Linked DNA regions of Mus musculus: region 2 is linked to region 1. Evidence: chromatin contacts called from public promoter capture Hi-C data. All regions are on one chromosome and are shown on one strand. The core of a region is the stretch at or near the end of the contact, and the rest is flanking DNA. Distances in the headings are between cores, read along the strand shown.

Region 1 (2,700 bases), core at 6-2,505:
AGGCATATACTGGCTATGAATCCCAAGAGATTAAGATTGGAAGCTCTCTGAGTTCAAGGTCATCTGGGACAAAGCAAGTCCCAGATCCAGGCATGGTGACACACACCTTTAATTTGGGCCGTATCTTCTGCTAGAGACCTACATAAGGACATTAGATGAAGAAAGATAGGCTCTCTCTTCTTTGCCTGCTTGCCCTGTGGAACTGAGCAACTGCTAGATCGTTGGACTTCCATTCACAGCTGCTGCTGACCATTGTTGGCGAGTTGGACTACAGAGTATAAGTCATCAATAAATTCCCTTACTATATAGAGTCTACCCATAAGTTCTGTGACTCTAGAGAACCCTCACTAATAAATGCAACACTGTTGTTGAGATTGGGACTTTGTAACCAGAAGATGAGGAGCCGCCAGAAACTTCCTAGTAGACAGATACTGATGGCAACAAAGTTTCTGAGGAGAGTGGATACAATGCTAGGATGTCAGCGAGAGTTCAAGCCCTGATTTCAAGTGGCTTTTAAAGCTGAATGAGGATTTCTTCTTTCCACCTCTCCAGCCTAAGGGTGAAGATGACTGGGAAACCGGCTCGAAGGGGTTTGTCTGGTTGGCTGCGTGCAGACACACCCCACACGTTAGTAGCAGAGCATGGAGCCCTAGAGGTTGGCCTCCAGGCGGTGCTCACCCTGCCGCTGCGAGGCACTCCGGGAATTGTAGTTTTTCTTCCGCTCCCTGCCTGTCTACTGGGAGAATAGTGCAGTAGCTCTGCAAGAAGCGTTCGCACTTTCCAAACCCAGGCTCGGGTCCTCCTTCGGTGGTCGGCATGCCAATGACATCGCAAAACCCCCGCCCCTTGGAGGCTGAAGGGATTTAGGCGTCTACACAGGGCCTGTAATGAGGCAGCTGACAGATGCACAGACAGTTCGTGAAGGCAGGCCCTGGCTCTTGTTCATCTCTTCCAAGATGTGTCCTAAGGCTTTGCTTTTTGTACGACCACGCTTCGTTCTGGCTTTTTGATCAGGCGGATCTGCGGGCAGCCCCGACGGGGGGCGGGGCTGGGTGGGGCGGGGACCTCGTGTGCTGTCGTCGCTTTGGGCCCTCGGGGCTGCGCCGCTCTCAAGTGCCCTGGGCTGCTTCGCTGGTCTGAGCCCTAGGCCGGCTCCACGGGGACCTTGGCGCACGCATGGACCTGCCCGCGCCCGGCGGGAAGCGGCCAGGCTGGCGGTGGCTGGGGCGGCGGAGCAGGGCCGAGGCAGCGGGCCCCTGAGCGCGCGCCCTGCAGGCCGGGCCGCAGCACCATGATGCCCGGCGAGACGCACCCGGCGGCGCCCGGGCCAGCCGACCTCGCGCGGTGTCAGGGCTGCGCCTCCCTGCAGCAGGTACGCAGGATCCCTGGCTGACCCTTTTGCGCCGTTTTGGGGGCGGGTGCCGGTGCTTTGTTTAATCACGGACAGAATTGGTTCAGCTGCTGCGATGCCGGCGGCGGACAGAGTGAGCGTGCTCTTCAGGACTCCTCGTCTTCCCGACTCAGGGTTTGCAGGGCCCAGTTTGGTTGGTGGGTGACGCTGTCTACGCGCGGAGGGAATCTTCCTCTCTGTGATGAAGGCCTCCTCGCACTCCTAATTATTTGTTGTTTGAAGGCAAGGGTTTTATGTTGCGTGCCCAGGTCGCTAGACTTCCAAGATTCCGGAACGGAACTGCATTTTAGCTTACACGTATCTATTAATATACTGCCAAGCTTAGCTTTTGTTAAGTAGCATGTTAGTTGTCTGATTAAAATTGTCCAATAAACATACGTGGGTCTAGGTAGTTTGTTACAGTGTCATGTCCTGTTCTTAACAATGGATCGCTGCAGATGGGTTCTAGGTTTTACTGATGCAATAGAAATAGTCCCCAGTGCTCAGGGCTGGAGACTCGCACAGCTTTCTGTCTTAGAGTTCCATTCACCTATTGTCAGTGGCAAAACGGAACTTGCCCTTGCTCCCGTTCAGTTCATCCCCTTTCTACCCAGTGTTCTAAGCACTGTTCATATTCTGGTAAACCACCTGGACACGGATAAGATGAACGTGCGCAAGTACGACTCGACAGGATTTTAGATGTTGGGAAGGAAATAATGGAAGATGTCAGGGGGTTCTGGTGAGGTGGTGTTGAGGCAGTGGGAGTTGTGAATGTTGAAAAGTAGCTCTGGAGATCGGTTTTAACAAGTGGGACGGTTTCTTGATGTTTGATGAGCAAAGCCTGTGGCAGCCTCGGGGTTGGTGAGACGAGATAAGGGATGCAGACTAGCTAGCTATCTGTGGAAGTTTGCTTTTTATTGTAAAGTGCAATGTCTCTGCGCCGATTCGTATGTTCTAGTTGCTTGGAGAATAGGAAATGGTTTGGCACTCTCATAGAGAAGATGGAGAGTCAAGCCATGTTGTAGCTAGGCCACATCGTGTAGGCATCTTATAACCCTCCCCTCCCTTAAAAGATTCTGAATGGAACGCTTCTTTAATGGACCATATTTGTGTTTTGAGCCTATTTACTCAAATTTTTTGATCCCCTGCTAGTTTATAACAATGTACGCAAAGAGAAGAGGAAAGTTACATTAGAAGCAACATATTGGTAACAAACAGGCAAAAGTAGGAGGGGAGAGTGGGTAAGGACCAGGCTTTTGGCTGCTGAGATTTTCTGGTCTTTGGAAAAATCGTATTTGAACAAGGTTATA
Region 2 (2,700 bases), core at 68-2,567, about 11 Mb before region 1:
CAGAGTAGCCTGGCAAATAAAGGAACTGCCCCTAAATCAATGTCCTGTAGTCAAATGTACTTTTATAAGAGAAATCCTAAACAAAGTCAAAAGCACCGAAAACACCATACATATTATTCATGTCATCTACCAAAAATAAAGAACAAAACAATGTCATCTACCAAAAATAAAGAACAAAACAATCAACCAGAATAGACTTGATTTTGGACAGCTTATAAATTCTCACAATTACTACAAAAAAACAACCATAAAACTTAAAAGATTACTTTTGCACTGTAAGCTCAAAATGTTTTTAGATTATACATTTGTAACACTGCTTTGTGGTTTTATTCCACTGATATTAGCCAGGCAAAATATAAAAGGGTCTAAACATTCAAATACTAGACACCAAAAAAAAAAAAAAAAAAAAATCACAGCATCTAATAGTCGTGCTTAAGTCTACGTGATGTTTAAAAGTGTTTTAACTCTCACTTAACATGTAAACGATAGGTTAAACGTCTTAAAACTCTGGAGAAGCTTAAAGAAAAATCTAAAAAGGGCACTTGGATCTGAAAATGTCTGCCTTCAAAAGCTGCCAATGCAAAAAGCGGTCCAAATGTGTAAACGAGGATACAGCACGTGTATCCGCACGTTCTAAAAGATGGAAGCTTTAAACCTCAAACCCTTGAAACTCGGCTAACTAACTGCTCGCGCTATTTACGTCTGGACGCCGTCGGGCTCAGGGACGCCGGCCCAGTGGCCCACGTGACCCCGGCTGCCCCCACTCGCCACACCCCCACGCCAGCTCCCGCCTCCTTCGTCACCCTGCGGAGCCAAAGGGGCGGCGCGGCGCGGCCCGCCCGGGGCACCTTTAACTGTAGATGGGCAAGGTGAGGAGCCAATGAGGGGAGGGATGGACGGAAGTGAAAGGACGGTGTCACGGAAACGAGCTCCACCCGAGACGCCTAGAGCACAGCGTGCCTCGGGGCCCGGGGAGAAAGGCGAGCGCTCCTGCGACTTTCCAGGGGGAATCAGGCAACCAGGGCTGAGTCCCGCAGTCGCGTGAGGGAAACCTCGCGAGACTTCACTCGGGCTGCGGCGGTGCCCGGAGGCGGGAACCGCCGAGGTCTGGTGCTCGGCGCTGGGCACCCGCCCCCGACCCGGTCTCCCGTCCACACCCGCCCTGGCCCTCTGGGGGGACGGAGGCACGGCCTCCTCGTTACCGACCTCAGAGCTAAACTCATTCTCTCTTCCGACAGAGATGTTCCACTCGGGGACTTTACCACGGGAACCGCTCAACAGCCACCAACCTCCACGCCTCGGGGACCACCCACCAGACAAGTTTCTGGGCGCGATTGGCTGAAATTGCCAACAGCCGGCCTATTGGGGCGGAAGCGTCGCTGCTCTTCTTTTTTCATTGGTCAGCATTCATGTCAATCAAGTACACATTTTTTGGCCCTGGTTGTCAGTCTGGCTCCCTGGATTGGCCAGGTTCTTTCCCGACTCCCTTGCGCGCGTATTAGAGTCACCACGCGAGACTCAGGCAGGCAAGGCGAGGCCCCACGCGTGACATGCACGGCGTCGACCGAGGGAAGGGAAAAGGCCAGCCCAAGCAGCCTGCTCAGAACGAGGGAGCAGTTTATTGGGGAACCAGGTCTGCGAAAAGATGTACAATTTTAGGTGGCCGGTGCACCTGAGAAACTTAAATCTAAAGGCGACATTCTTTATTCTTAGTTCAGTGAGGACCAAGCTAAGCGTTCTCCCCCGTACATCTCCCAAGTGATTTTAAGGCAGGCTGGATTATGGATTAGGCTTCTCGTTTTGCTGTTTTGTTAGGTCATTTACAATGAGACTAGCCAAACCACCCTTTTCTTCTGTGCGATTGGAAATGTGTGCTTGCTTCTGCTTCTCATTTTCTAGTGCTATAAAGTGTTTATGTGCGTCTTATCTTCACTGCCCACCAAGCCTCTTAAAGTTTACTTAGATCATCAGACTGCGAGCGAGACTGACTGTCTTCAAGGCCAGGGTTCTGTTTACACGAGTATTTGTACCAAACAAAATATCTGGAACTTAGGTGCTCCATAAATATTTGATGCATAAAATGAGGTATTATTGTGGAAAACTTGGAAACTACTGAGCTAACCTGCAGTGCTTATCGGTATAAATACAATAAACTGGGGCTAGGAATTAGAAACGGCAAATACTGTATGTAAGCTTATATGTGAACGAAGGACGCTGTGTAATTGGCTATGCATGAGTTAAGCTAGAGTGTAGATAGGAATTTGGACAAGTAAAGGATTGGGATAAAGCTAAAAAGTAATAGCTAAATGATAGCACTCCCAAAACCAAAGTAGAAAAATGTTGAAGAACTCAACTGGGCATGGTGCTACACATGTTTAATCCCAGCACCCAAGAGACATGTAAGCAGATCTTTGAATTCTTTACATTGTGAATTGCAGGCCAGCCAGGACTAGTAGTAGACCCTGCCTAAAATATAAAAATTAAGTACTTTTACTAACAAGTTTAAAAGGAAATTAGGCCAAGCAGTGGTGGCTCACGCCTTTAATCTCAGCACTTGGGAGGCAGAGGCAGGTGAATTTCTGAGTTCGAGGCCAGCCTGGTCTACAGAGTGAGTTCCAGGGCAGCCAGGGCTACACAGAGAAACCTTGTCTCGAAAAAACAAACAAACAAACAAAAAAAGGAAATTAGATTACGTCATAT

Evidence for each region. Promoter capture Hi-C pulls out the DNA fragments that hold promoters and counts their contacts.
Region 2: a promoter capture Hi-C map of liver shows a contact between it and region 1, with 2.8 times the contacts expected there. The contact joins the promoter of Cetn3 here to the promoter of Ice1 in region 1. A contact is called at or near these places in 2 of 39 promoter capture datasets (liver and pre-B cells) and 1 of 484 Hi-C or Micro-C datasets (CD4 T cells).

What each region holds. Positions count from the first base shown.
Region 1 is chr13:70,636,189-70,638,888 of GRCm38.p6, reverse strand. It overlaps Ice1 (interactor of little elongation complex ELL subunit 1), which reads left to right and starts at 1,255. Exons shown (of 19, transcript NM_144837.3): 1 at 1,255-1,372. The coding sequence starts at 1,292.
Region 2 is chr13:81,781,864-81,784,563 of GRCm38.p6, reverse strand. It overlaps Cetn3 (centrin 3), which reads right to left and starts at 1,317. Exons shown (of 5, transcript NM_007684.4): 1 at 1,207-1,317. The coding sequence starts at 1,223.